Linked DNA regions of Capsicum annuum: region 1 is linked to region 2. A link is a contact called in public Hi-C data. All regions are on one chromosome and are shown on one strand. The core of a region is the stretch at or near the end of the contact, and the rest is flanking DNA. Distances in the headings are between cores, read along the strand shown. Region 1 holds the start of LOC107870338. Region 2 overlaps LOC107870346 (bifunctional purine biosynthesis protein PurH).

Evidence for each region. A called contact is a pair of places that touch in the nucleus more often than the background predicts.
Region 1: a contact with region 2 is called in a Hi-C map of leaf, with 2.1 times the contacts expected there. The contact joins the promoter of LOC107870338 here to the enhancer-like site in region 2. A contact is called at or near these places in 3 of 5 Hi-C or Micro-C datasets (bud, leaf and placenta).

What each region holds. Positions count from the first base shown.
Region 1 is chr1:27,977,217-27,984,752 of UCD10Xv1.1, reverse strand. LOC107870338 reads right to left here and starts at 5,161. Exons shown (of 4, transcript XM_016716832.2): 1 at 4,751-5,161.
Region 2 is chr1:27,921,746-27,928,865 of UCD10Xv1.1, reverse strand. It overlaps LOC107870346 (bifunctional purine biosynthesis protein PurH), which reads left to right. Exons shown (of 12, transcript XM_016716842.2): 8 at 130-284; 9 at 619-828; 10 at 1,770-2,117; 11 at 2,193-2,319; 12 at 2,588-3,033. The coding sequence ends at 2,739. It also overlaps the pseudogene LOC124896120. Among protein-coding and RNA genes, the nearest start is that of LOC107870346, 8.0 kb to the left of the region's middle. Within about 2 kb of position 4,000, at least 3 of the 5 cell types and tissues checked have an H3K27ac peak or open chromatin away from gene starts, as enhancers often do. A contact at or near this core is called in leaf, where this site is marked.

The DNA of each region.
Region 1 (7,536 bases), core at 3,912-6,411, 55 kb before region 2:
TGTTCTGTTTCCTAATATTGATTATACGCAAGTTAGAAAGTAATTTCAGAATCCTTAATTATTTTAATAGTGCAAAGATTGAAATAATTTTGAAGAGACTTTTTTGAAATCCAAATGACCTCTTAGTAATATTTTCTATATGCCGATTCAATTTTGATATGATGGATGATGGCATGCTGATTTAATAACAAAAACAGGTGTTGTGAGATGGGTAACATGAACAGTAACAATTTAATGATTAATAACATCACTGTAAATATACAACAACAACAACAACATACCCAGTATATTTCCACCAAGTTGGGTCTGGGGAGGGTAAGTGTACGCAGTCCATACCACTACCTCAAAGTGAGATAGAGAGGTTGTTTCCGATAGACCCCCAGCTCAACATAAAGCAATCTAAGTTAAAATAAGGAATAGTAATAAGAATAAGATAACACTGAAATTAACATACTCAATAATACCAAAAGCAAGATACTCTAAGTAACCACCAAAACATACAACATCCTAACTCAGACTAGCCTTCTACCCTAATTCACCTCCTCCATAACTTCCTATCCAAGGTCATGTCCTCGATAAACTGAAGTTGCTCCATGTCATGTCTAATCACCTTATTCCAATATTTCTTCGGTCTACCTCTACCTCGCTTGAAACCATCCCTAGCCAACCTCTCACACCTCCACACTGGGGCATCCGTGCTCCTCCGCATCACATGACCAAACCATCTCAACCTCACTTTCCTCATCTTTTCCTCCACCGAAGCCATTCTCACCTTATCCCGAATAACCTCATTTCTAATCCTATCTTTTCTAGTACACCCACACATCCACTGAAGCATTCTCATCTCCGCCACCTTCATATCTTCTGGATGTGTGTCTTCTTAACAGGCCAACACTCCACCCCATACAACAAAACTGGTCTAACCACCACTCTGTAGAACTTGCCTTTAAGTTTGGGAGGTACCTTTTTATCACACAAGATACCGGAGGCGAGCCTCCATTTCATCCACCCTACCTCGATCCAATGAGTGACATCCTCGTCAATCTCTCCATTATCCTGAAACATCGACCCCAAATACTTAAAACTATCTATCTTACTGATAGAATGAGTGTCATGCGTAACAACCACATCGGGCTCATGAGACACCTCGCTGAACTTACACTCCAAATATTCCGTCTTGGATCTACTCAACCTAAACCCTTTAGACTTAATAGTTTGCCTCCAAACCTCCAACTTAGCATTAACTCCACTACAAATCTCGTCAATCAAGACTACATCATCCGCAAAAAGCAAACAATAAGGCACCTCGTCCTAAATATGCCGCGTCAAAACATCCATCACCAAAGCAAAAAGAAACGGACTAAGTGTCGATCCTTGATGTAACCCCATCAAGATGGGAAAATGCTTTGAGTCCTCTCCCCCAGCCCTAACCCGAGTCTTGGCTCCGTCGTACATATCCTTAATCGTCCTAAAATATAATATAGCTTCCAAAAACCTCCAGCCTCCAAACACCTCTTCATTTCCCTATACTGCTCCACCAGTCTCCTGACGAGATGGATGGCTTCTGTAGTCGAGCACCCTAGCATAAATCCAAATTGATTTTCAGAAATAGTAACAATCCTCTGCAACCTCAACTCTATCACCTTCTCCCAAACCTTCATACTGTGATTCAACAACTTGATACCTCTATAATTATTGCAATCCTGAATGTCGCCCTTATTCTTATACAACGGAATCATCATACTCCAACTCCAAGCTTCAGGCATCCTTGCCGTCTTGAAAATTATGTTAAACAACCGAGTCAACCACTCCATACCTGCCCCTTCTGTGCACTTCTAAAAATCCACCGGAATTTTATCTGGCCCCGTCGCTCTACCTCTACGCATCCTACGAATAGCCCCCTTAACCTCCTCCACCTTAATGCGCCTATAATATCCATAATCGAGAAACCTCTCGGAATGATCCAATTCCCCCAACACAATGTTAGTATCCTTTCCATCGTTCAGGAGCTTATGAAAGTAAGACTGCCATCTCTTTCTAATATAACCCTCCTCCACCAAAACTTTGCCGTCCATATCCTTAATACACTTCACCTGATCCAGGTCCCGAGTCCTCCTGTCCCTAACCTTGGCAAGCTTGTACAACTTTTTATCCCCACATTTACTATCTAACGCTGTGTATAAACTTTCGAAAGCAGCATCCTTAGCCCTCGTGACTGCTAACTTAGTCTTTCGCTTAGCAATCTTATACTCCTCGCTATTCTTTCGTTTATCTTCTTCATCCTTACTCTCTGCCAACTTTGTATACGCTCTCTTCTTGACCTCCACCTTCCCCTTCACCTCTTCGTTCCACCACCAGTCCACTTGGTACTTGCCCGAACGACCACTCGAGACCCCCAACACCTCTCTAGCTGTCTTCCTGATGCAGTTGGCAGTCTCATCGCACATACTATCTGTATCCCCTCCACTCCCCCAAGCCTTACTCGCCATCAACTTATCCCTTATATCCAGTGCACTGGCCAAAGTCGGACTCCCCCATCTAATCCTCAGTTGACCCTCCATACTCTCATTCGCTCCTTTATGATCTCCAAGTCCATCACCAAAAGCCTATGTTGGGTCGAAAGAACCTCACTCGGTAAGACCTAACAATCCTTACAAATACCCCTATCCCCTTTCCTAAGGAGCAAGAAGTCAATCTGAGTCTTGGTAACCGAACTTCAGAAGGTGACCAAGTGAACCTCCTTCTTGGGTAAGTTCGAATTAACTACCACCAACCCAAACGCCGGAGCAAAGTCCAGATGTGCCACTCCTTCAACATTCCTTACACCGAACCTGTGTCCTCCATGCACATCATCATAACCTTTCGAAGAAGACCCTATATGCCCATTGAAATCCCCTCCTACGAAAAGCTTCTCATTACTGGGACACTCCTCACTATCTCGTCCAAATCCTCCCAAAATTTCTTCTTCTCTTCATCATCCAAGCCTATATGGGGTGCATACGCACTAATAATATTCCAAGAAAACCCTCCAATAACTAGCTTAATTGACATCATCCTATCATTGACCCTCTTAACCTCTACCACTTGCTTCATAAGCTCATCATCTAATAAAATACTTACACCATTCCTATTCCTTACGCATCCCGAGTACCACAACTTATATCCAGCTACTACTCTCGCCTTAGAACCTACCCATTTGGTTTCTTGGAGACAAGCTATATTAATTCGCCTTTTTCTAAGAATTTTCACTAGCTCTAATGACTTCTCCGATAAAGACCCTATGTTCCACGACCCTACTCTCAACCTATAGTCATCCTTATCCCCTTTACCCTTCCTACCCCCGCCCCTACCCTGCCCTAGTCCACGCCCCCAACCCCAACCCCGACCCCGACCCAAGCCTCGCCCGAAGACATGACCCTATGCCAACACCATCAATCACAGCCACCATAGACAGCACCGACCAATAACACTAAGAGCAATTAGCTTAGACAACAAACCAAAAAAGTACTACAAGTCCACACTTCAGAACTACTAAGAACAACAAAAGGACAAAACACAAATAGGATTAACAAGTAAAACACTATTATGAAATACAGAAATCACCCAGTAAATCGTCACCCACAAACCAGATAGTCAGCCAAGACGCGAAGAAAACAGAATCAAAATAGGAACATCACTGTAAATATGATGTATCTAAATCCAATACAACTTGTGCATCAAAGGGAAGTCCTCACCACTCACCCCACTAGTAATCGTGGGCTTGACATCAAGGTCATTTTATCTTTTAATCGAAACTCATAGTATTTCCTCACAGGTTTATCCAAAATCAGCTGGAACCAGTACACTTTTTGCAAAAGCCTGAATTAATACTGTATCTGTTATCAAAAACTCTCATGGGGCAAAGGCAGCGAATAGGGGCGGACCTATCACCATCTTTTTGGTGCTCCAACACCCATTAAATTTGTGGTAGATTAGGTATAGTTAAATAAAAAATGTATAAAAATTGGTATACCGAATTAGAAAAGAACTCATTAAAGCATGAAGATAGCTAGGTGGTTTGATTTCCAAGTAGAACCTTAAAGCTTTGGGCATCAACATACGCGTTCGAACCTTCCGAGCACCCACGATCTCTACATCCTGGGTCCGCTACTGACAGCGATAGAGGGGAAAAAGGGGTTTCATCTGAAGCCCCTGGGTGACAATTCTACCTCCACCGTAGCATGGAGACTAACTCCCCTTCTAAAAGGCTGCCTTTCTAAAACTTTCATGGTTTTTGACATTTTGGAACATCCCAAAAGTCTAAAATCAGACACAAGGTATGCGTAATTTTATTTTTTCAACATCTTAAATTTCAGCCTAACATAATGACAAAATGATAGCATCACTCTTACTACAGGGCCAGCTATTGCTATAAATAACTAATTGTCCTAAATGCACGTTCCATGTCCGTCCACAAAAGACAGTGACTAAGAACCACATTCTGCACAAATCTATAAAATAATGAAAACAGTCAATTTATCAAGCCAAAAATTGATTAATACTCACACCAACCCAACCAAGAAAAAAAAGCCCAGATAAATAAATACACAAACATCAAATATCTAAACGCAACAAAGAAAGAAACACATAATTTACACTTCAAAATGACACAAATATATACATATACATTTAGCTAGCATTTGACAGAAAGAAAGGTGCCTCTTTTCCTTTTTGTTAAAAGAGGGAAAAAAAAGAGAGGAGAGAGCTTTACTTGGTGAGTGATGGATAATTGGAAGGTTGGTTGAATGCGGAAGCTGGAAGTCGGACGGAGAATGTGAGGAAAAATCTTTATCAGAGAGTGTGGGGTCGGGAAAGAAGTAGACACGTTGATCCCTTGGAGAGTGACACGTTATGTTAGAAAGTGGAGCTTGAATGGATAAAGAAGAATGCCGCCACCTTTACTAACTGACTGACATATATCACTCCCACACTCCTGCAACACTGCTCAGAGGTGACTCGTCTACAACTCACATTTTGATTTCTTTCTACTTCAGAAATTGCAATCCGTATCTGCAAGTTATACACCCCTCACTCCAATTTTTTTATAGACGTAAGTTTAATCTAATAGGAAATTTGAGAAGTAGAGAAAGATGTTTGTAATGTTTCGAAAGGAATGTATTTTGTGAATTTTTATCAAATAAGTGAAATTTAATATAGATATTAAAATATTAATAGTATCATTAAATATTTATCTAACTAGTTAAAAAGTACGTGTCTTGTACATGAACTTTTAGTTATTTAAAATTAAACTAATTTAGGTACACGTGCGCTTTAATGAGTTCAAACGTTAAAATAAATAGAATATTTGTTTAAATAATAAAGAAAAATACAATAATTAAATTCAACATTTTTTAAACATGTAAAGATCGAGAATTTATTTAATTAAATCTAACATATACAAAAAAAAATCTCAAAGTCAATCGAAATTTATCTACCACCTGTAAACTACAATAAAATAACAATAAAATAATACGATGATAGAGATATTAAAACAATACAATTAAACTTAACATTTGCAAAAGATTTTCTTCAACGTCGATCGACATTCATCTACTGTCAACTACAATACAATATTACAATAATAGCGATATCAAAATAATACAACTAAATCTAACCTTTACACAAAAAAAAATTCTCAAAGTAGAGACATCAAAACACTATAATTAAATCTAACCTTTTAAAAAAAAAATATTCAAAGCTGACTGGCATTTATCTACTACCTGTAAATTATAATAAAATAATACGATAATAAAGATATTAAAATAATATAATTAAACTTAATTTTTACACAAAAAATTCATAACAAAGTTTTGTGTAAATGTTATGATCAATAGAATCAAAACGTAATATAAATAGAAATTTGAGATTCAAAAATCACAAAGTTACTCAATAACAAAGCTATGGTCATAAAATTTTATTTCTCAAATAATGTATTTGTATAAACCTAAAAACGAACTTGTAAAATTGAAAAAAAGAAAGAAATATAAAGACTCATAAACTAAAATATTATAACAAAATTAAAGAATAATAGTTCTAACCTAAAATAAAAACAATACCTTTTTTTTGAGTGAAGTCCACTACCTTTTTTAATGGAGATACACGAATTGCATTTAATATTTGGAAGAGGTTTTTTCTTCTTCTTCTTTTAGAAGTCTTAACCTATTTTATGTAAAATAGTTTCAATTTTTCAAAAATATTTTCAACTTTACTTATATAGAATTTTTTTTGTATAATAATTTCTTTGAAGTTGTATTTTCCTTAACAATTTATTGCCATAAATTTAGAAATTCAACTAAAAGTAGAAAATCTTCTCTTTTTAATTTTTTGTGTATATTTATTTTAGACGATATTCAATATTAAAAATTGAAGAAAAAATGTGAAAAGAAGATTTTGTCTATTATGGGATCTTTTAATGAAGGGCAAAAAGTTCAAATCACTTTTCTAAAGTTCTTCACAATTTTAATATATTATAGATTATAGATTATAGATTTTAATAGTTATTTATGATAGTTAATTTCAAAATTTAAATATTAATAAAATAATTAGTTCAAAAATTTTTATCCAACAAAATTAAATTATTTATTATTTATTTATCAAAGATTATTATTTGATATTGTAGAAAATTATAACAAAAGTTAAGTTGATTGGTAGTGTGACATGTACCTAAATTTTGGTTTCTAATAAAATTACTATTTTTCAAATCTATTATTTAAGTCTTTAAATTAAAGAAAAGATTATCACATGCTACATAACAATAGCTTAATTTTAGATAAATATTTTTTATTATGTGTTGAGTCAAACTGCCTCAAGTTTGATATCAAATATAAATAGAAAGCGCGTCATATTTAAATATTCCTGTGATCTCAAAAAGAAATATAGAATGATTTTAAATAGTTGAAACATGTGAATCTTCTTAGGTATTTTGCTTAGTTTTGATCACCGTTGTTAAGTGAAATTATCGGTACATGCTTGGTCAAATTTTTTTAAAAAAAGATGTCAAGTTTTTTTTTATGTTCTTCTATACTGTTATAGCTATTTTTAAGTTCGTTGTGTGTTTAAAAGGCTTGATTCATAGTCCTTCTTTGTTCATAATTCCAAGAAAGAACTAATGATGCCTTGGAGGGTAAAATAATGTGTTCTCATGTGTTTTCTTCTAAATATGGGCTATAATTTGATTTGTTTAAATCACTCTTGATTTTGCTTATTTGGGGCTCTTGATACTATGTTTTTTTTTTTCGGACTTTGTTTTTCTTAAAAATTAGTCTTTCATTTCTTTCTTTTTACACCCAACTTACACCCATGATGGTGTGATTTTACCATGTCAAGCATGCCTAATTTTATTTTCTTGCAAATTACTTTGCTCATTTGGTCCTTGACATTTCTTTTCTTTGTTTTCCTTTTGAAGTTTTTTGCAACATCTATTGGAATATTAATCTACTGAGCATAATCTTTTCTTTTTCTCTTATTCTTCTTCGTCTCTTATCTAAATATAAACCA
Region 2 (7,120 bases), core at 2,751-5,250:
CTGTTGAATCTTTTACTGATTTACTTTTTCTAGAGAGACCCAAGGGGCTGATGTTAAAGTGAGTGAGTGAGAGTGCAAGCCTTTTCATCATCTTTTATGCTGATTGATGACTTTGCTCTCTGTTGGTAGATAAGTTCCCTCCCAGCTTGACAGTGCCACTCTCTCTAAAAGATCCACTTCGATATGGTGAAAACCCTCATCAGAAGGCTGCAGTTTATGTTGACAAGTCTCTATCTGAGGTTAACGCTGGTGGAATTGCAACTGTTATCCAACACCATGGCAAGGTTAGAATTCTGATGTTTACATTCTAATGTTGCTGCCATGTGACCAGGAGGTCATGGGTTCAAACCTTGGAACAGCCTCTGCGGAAATGCAAGGTAAGGTTGCATACGATACACCCTTGTGGTGGGGCCCTTCCCCGGATATCGTGCATAGCGGTAGCTTTAGTGCACCGGCTGCCCTTTTTTTACATTCTAATGTTCGTAATTTGGCATATTTTCAAATTCTGTTTAGCGTCTATTTGTACACTGGATAGTTCATTGCTCTAAATGTAATGTTACATGAATGGAATTCTTCTAGTTGAAGCTTCATGGCTAATGACTGGTCTTCTTGATGCAGGAAATGTCATATAACAACTATCTGGATGCTGATGCAGCTTGGAATTGTGTGTGTGATTTTAATAAACCAACATGTGTTGTTGTGAAGCATACAAATCCTTGTGGAGTTGCATCACGGAATGATATCATTGAAGCATATAGGCTAGCTGTGAAAGCAGATCCAGTTAGTGCATTTGGTGGTATAGTAGCCTTCAATGTCGAAGTTGATGAGGTAAAGTTGCTCAATGGACCTTTTCAGATGCATATTTTGATCTATTTGTTGATTATGATATTGCATTTGCGCTTTTTTGTTTCTTTCTAGAAACCTAAATGGGTAATGATGCATTGAAGGGTTGTTTGTTCCTCCCTCTCACATCAACAATCATGGGGAAAAATAAAGGAAAAAGAAAATCTTAGCTGTTCATTTAAGTGATTAGGTTCTCCTGCCACCACCCAGCATTCCTTATTTGAAATCTTTGAAGATCTAGCCAATCGAAGATGTGTTTACACTGTTTTTTAGTGCATTTATCTTTTCTATGTCCTAGCAAACTTTCTTTGTTATATGGCTTTATTAAGTAAGCCGAACACAACTTGTTTGGGACTGAGGCCTAGTCGCTGTTGCTGGTTTTATCGAGAAAGAAGTGTCAACATTTGCTTTATATCTTATTAGTACAATATACCAATTCAAGAATTAGAATGATCTTGTGGTTCAACTAGTGCCATAAGAGGTGCGTGAAAGAGTTCTGTTGGGGCAAAAAAAAGAACAAACAAGATGGCAGTTGAAAAAATTTCGCACAATTTAAACAAAGAAGAGAATAGGTGGAACCTCCAAGCATTGTGACATAAGTCGTGGTGCGAAAAGACTGTTACTATCATCCTTCCCCCTTGTCATTTGTCAACAAGGGTGATGTTTCATGCTGTAAGATGAATAACTGAGTGTTATTTGGTTAGGAGAATTGCAAACCATGGATAAGTATCTGTTGCTTCCCCTTTTCAAATGTTTAACAGTGTCAATGCCCGATATCTGTATTTAGTACTACTTTTTAGTAGTTGCAGTTTACATTTTTTTGTCTGCTATACTGCACCTTGAAGTGTTCAACAAAACCAACTCAAGTTAAGGGGTCGCATCAAGGTTGATAACTCTTTTAATCAACCTGCTTTGGTTCTGTGCAGGCACTTGCCAGGGATATTCGAGAATTTAGGAGCCCTACAGATGGTGAGACTAGGATGTTTTATGAAATAGTTGTCGCACCAAAGTATACGGAGAAGGGTCTTGAGGTTCTCCGTGGGAAGTCCAAGACTTTGAGGATCCTTGAGGCAAGTAAAAACAACAAGGGAAAGCTTTCTCTAAGACAAATTGGTGGTGGTTGGTTAGCTCAGGACTCAGATGATTTGACCCCTGAAGATATCCAATTTAATGTCATGTCTGACAAAACTCCACAAGAAAATGAGCTTACTGATGCACAGTTTGCTTGGTTATGTGTCAAGCACGTCAAGAGCAATGCCATAGTAATTGCAAAGGTACTTTCTACATGATATATATCTAATGAATCATATTCCTTTCATTGTTTTCTAAATGTAATTTTTGTATTGCAGGACAATTGTATGTTAGGAATGGGGAGTGGACAGCCAAATCGTCGGGAGAGCTTGAGGATAGCTTTGAGGAAAGCTGGAGATGAAGTAAAAGGAGCTGCTTTGGCTAGTGATGCTTTCTTTCCATTTGGTACGTACCTTTATTTGCGTTATGCATGTACCTGTAGAGCAAACCCTACATTAAAAGAAAGTGAGACACCAGGATTCGGCAAACTCTGACTAGTCGAAAGTGCAAATTTTAAGAAAATATACCATAAAGAATGGTAACTGAAATTATTGTAAGAAGGTGTTAATCATCTTCTAATGTGCCTTGAACAAATGTTTCTGATCTATTTTTTCTTTTGGTTTCTGATAAAGTTTTTTCTCTTTAACAATTTTTTTTTTCTGAATTAAATCAGCATGGAATGATGCTGTTGAAGAGGCATGTCAAAGTGGAGTGAGTGTTATTGCAGAACCAGGAGGTAGCATAAGGGACAAGGATGCAGTGGAGTGCTGTAACAAGTACGGAGTCTCGCTTGTTTTCACTAACGTGAGACACTTCAGGCATTAGATGTTTGATAGGGGCGTAGGGCATCATTAGACTCGTAATCTATTATCTTTCCAAAGTGTTTGTACCATGTGTTTTTGATAGCTAGCATTCATCTCTGATAGTTTTGAGGAATAATCTATGATAAGGAGTATGAGTGTGTATTATAGCAAAATTGTAGTTTTCGAACTGCTTGATGGGCTAAGTTGTATCATTTAGGTAAAACAATGTTGGGGTCCACTCAGAAGTGAATGAGTATAATGCAAGTGTACTGATTACTAATTTTATTTATCTGTTATGAAGTATTGTTTTTTTTTTTTTTTGGTAATGATTTTTCTATGAAGTTACAGAATTACTTGCTGTAAATTACGTCAAATTAACATGTATTTTTGACATGTTTAAAGGGCCTCTTATTCTGCCTAGTTATATTAGTTTTAACAAAGGCCAAATTAGAGCAACAGGAATGTCTTCTGAAGCACGTTTACAATCCCTGAATTTCGATAACTCTCTTGTACCATAGTAGATTGGAATCATCATCCTTTGTGAAATTTATGGAGACATCGTGCCTAGTGTCATGAACTCCGATCTTTACAAAGCAGAAACCTATACCTAATTCTTTAGAAATGTACCTGCGATCTTCGTCCTGCATTCGGATTTCACAACTTCATATTAATCCTCTGCCTTGATATCGCTGTGGGGATTCTATTGATAGTATCTTGTACACAATCTGATGGCTCACTTTTATTAAGGGGGAAGAGCACGGAAATGTGCCACTAAAAGACAAAGATGGGTTGTCAAGAGCGACTGAGACAGATAGATTGTCAAGAGTATAGAAGAAATAGGATGGATAATTGGTCAGATCTAGTATGGGTCATATATGAACGTGGTTGGGAGTTGGCGGCTCTCCCAGGTTCCCTCATTTGAGATCTCTGGAGAAGAGGATCAAGTTGGCCTTTGCATCTCCCTTCAACCCTTCGAACGAAATACGACAAAAGAAGAATGAAAATCCACGAACCAACCCCATCATCTTCACCCGTAGGAACTACGAGATCACCCTAAGGACATCTTTGGCATCCACTGGTCATGGACCGACCTATTCAATAAGTGAAATGCATTAGTTGTCAGCTCTCAAGTCGGGCAGTCAGGGTCGGAAATGCATTAGCTGTCCGCTCTCAAGTCGGGCAGTCAGGGTCGGAGAAGGGCATCTTCTTGTTATCACAACTTCACCTCATGACGATTTGAGTTTGCAGTTGCGGTCTACGCAACATGTTAACATAAGACCTTTCCCAGCAATTGCTCCTAGCGTTGGATTCGTGTCAATTTGAACCTTCATACGCATTGGAGTGTGTTTCGTACACTGTCCAATGGTAAGATATTTTGGTCGTGCGCGTCGGTAGAGCTACTTACTTTCCAACCTACAGGTATAACTTTGGATTGCTGAGCTCAATTGGACTTGCATCACTTATTTTAGTTTAACAAAATTGGCTACAGAGACTTGTAGCTGATAGATGTAACATCTCACTCATCTAGCAGATTGGTTGATATTGGACCTAGAATCAATTTTCACACTGACATGGGGCTTGGCAATATGACTTTTAAGACCCTCCTTTGCATCATGACTTTAAAGTCAAATCCCTATCCTTAACTTTGATGCCACATAAGCATAGCCAAGCTAGTACCCGACGCGGTTATTACCTAAGATGTTAATAAGTAGGCTATAAATGAAAACGAATCTAAGTAGAGGTTAGACAAATTAAATAGTGTACAAGTTTTGAATGCAAATTTGATAATGTTGCTTCGCTTAGCAACATGACGCTTGTATTGCTCTCTCACAAGGCTACTCTCATTTCGCTTGCCTAAAGATTCATAGTGTAGATAGAGTTTCTCTTGGAGAAATACAAGCGTTGATCTAGTCTCCACCGGAGATACAAAGGAATAAATCAGACAAACAAAAAAGGAGAAAGGCTGCTCAATAAATGAAATTGCCGAAAAATTAATTTTCCTTTTGGACTATCTGAAAGTTCTCCAACTTGAGTTATGATAGTACGCAATGACGGAGCCAGAATTTTCATTGAGGGGGTTCAGAAGTAAATATAAGACTAGTCGAAGTGGGTTCAACATCTACTATATATAGATGGTTAAGCTTTATATATAGATGGTTAAGCTTTATTAGAAAGAGCAAGATACATAGATGCTTTTATTATTGTTACACAGGCTTGGAGACAATAGGAATTACATGCATATTAAGTTCTCTTCTCACTGTCACACCAAAATACACCTCACTCATATCTAAGTCTTCATGTTTGATCCTGTTGGGAAGCTTCCAATCAAAATGGTATAGAAAAAGCGCCAATGGATGCTCTACATTTGCTAGACCAAATGACATGCCAGGACACATCCTTCTTCCCGCGCCAAATGGTATGTACTCAAAATTATTTCCATTGAAATCAATTGAACTATCAAGAAATCTCTCTGGTTTAAAGCACTCTGCATCCTCCCAATATCTTCCAATTGTCCAAACATTCACCAATTTTCTGGTATTTCATAACCATCAATTTTACAGTTTTCACTACTTAGTCTTGGAAGTAAAAAAGGGGCAGGTGGATGCAACCTGAGTGTCTCTTTGATAACTGCTCTTAAGTATTTCAACTGATCAAAGATTGATTCATCCACATAACCTTTTTCACTAAAAACTCTCCTGACTTCTTCTTGTGCTTTCTCTAAGGCGCTTGGGTTCTTGAGCATTTCTGCCATTGTCCAATCAACTGTTGATGCTGAGGTATCTGTTCCGGCTGCAAACATATCCTGTTACATCTAAGACATCATCTCAAATTAGAATATGTTAATTAGTCGTTGGAAGGAGGGGAAAAACTTACCCACCGGAAGAAGAATAGATCTAGTTGTCCTATACGTTTTTCTTTTCCTAACGAAATGTTGTGAAGAACCAGAATTTATCTCAATACGTTTCATTTTATAGGACGTGTATGACTAGGCTACATGAAATTTAAGAAAAAAGACTTGTGAGCCAAACCAAAAGTACCCCTTAAACTTGTGGTTTTAAACATATGATTCTAAAAGTATGTCACTATGGGTCATATAATGAAAAGTTTAAAGCCATAGAGCTTCCAGATAAAAAAATGTCATTATTTTGGAACAGAGTAAAACGAAAAATGAAGCGAAGGGAGTAAGATTACTAACCAAGATCACTGCTTTGATGTTGTTTCGAGTTAATTCATAATTTCCATCATTTTGGACTCTTAAAAGGACATCCATCAGGTCCTCATGCATACTTGTGTTGTTAACATCAGTATGGTCATCTATATTCTCATCAAGTAGCCTATCTACTTCATGGTGAAGCTTCTCCAATTTTGCCCTAAGGGCTAAGACCAGTTATATCTTGAAGCCACTTGATTGAGGGGTAAAAATCAGCAATAGTAAAGCCAGTAACTTTAAGAATTCACATAATATAGAAATGAACTGCTCTTGGTTCTTGTACTTTTTCCTAAATGCTGCTCTTGAAGTGAATCCCAACATAGTTGTATGTACCATTTGAGTCAAATTAACAGGGGATCCAGCATGGCTAGCCAACAATCTAGCAAGACCTGAGGCCGAGGCGGATCTAGAATGTTAGGACTCCGGAGCAAGTTCATGTGAACCCGTCATCATTTTCGGCATAAACAATAGACATATAAGTGAAAATCGAATAAAATTGAATTTTGAATTCAGATCTCAAAGAATTTCTCTCTATCTGAATTTAAGTGTCTTAGTTTGACTAGACATTAGATTTAGGAAAGTAATTGAAACTTTTGAATTTCGGACTCGCAAGATGCAGAAGAAGATTGTGGAATGAGATCACAACCAAGACATTCCTTCGCCAATGAAACCAATTTCTATTGTGATCAAATATTGGTCGACAAGAAAGAGATCAAAATGCTACTAGATGGAGCAACGGCGAGGCAATCTTCTAATTCTTTTACAGAGAAGAGCTGCACCAAATTGTTGAAGGCGAAATATGTATCTCGTGGTTGTAGCTGATTGTTGCGGGCAAAGAAGTACGAATCCTCAGACAGATGTCACATATACAAGTATGTTGGGTTCCATACATGCGGTGCCGAATATGCCACAGGCAGACATAAGAGAATCTCATCCAAATTGATTGCTTCACTATGTGTAAATCATTTTCGGAATGGTAAGGGTCCAAGCATAAGAGAAATTCATAGGATTGTGTTTATGGAGATGCATTGCAACACAAGCTATTGGGTGTTTTGGAAAGGAAATATAATTACAAAGAACATCGTTTGCGTGATACCAAAACACGGATGTGCTTGCTTGTCGGATTTTTCCCATATTGTGGAGTTATTGAATACCGGGTCTTCTTACTCTATCATGATAAACAGGATGGATA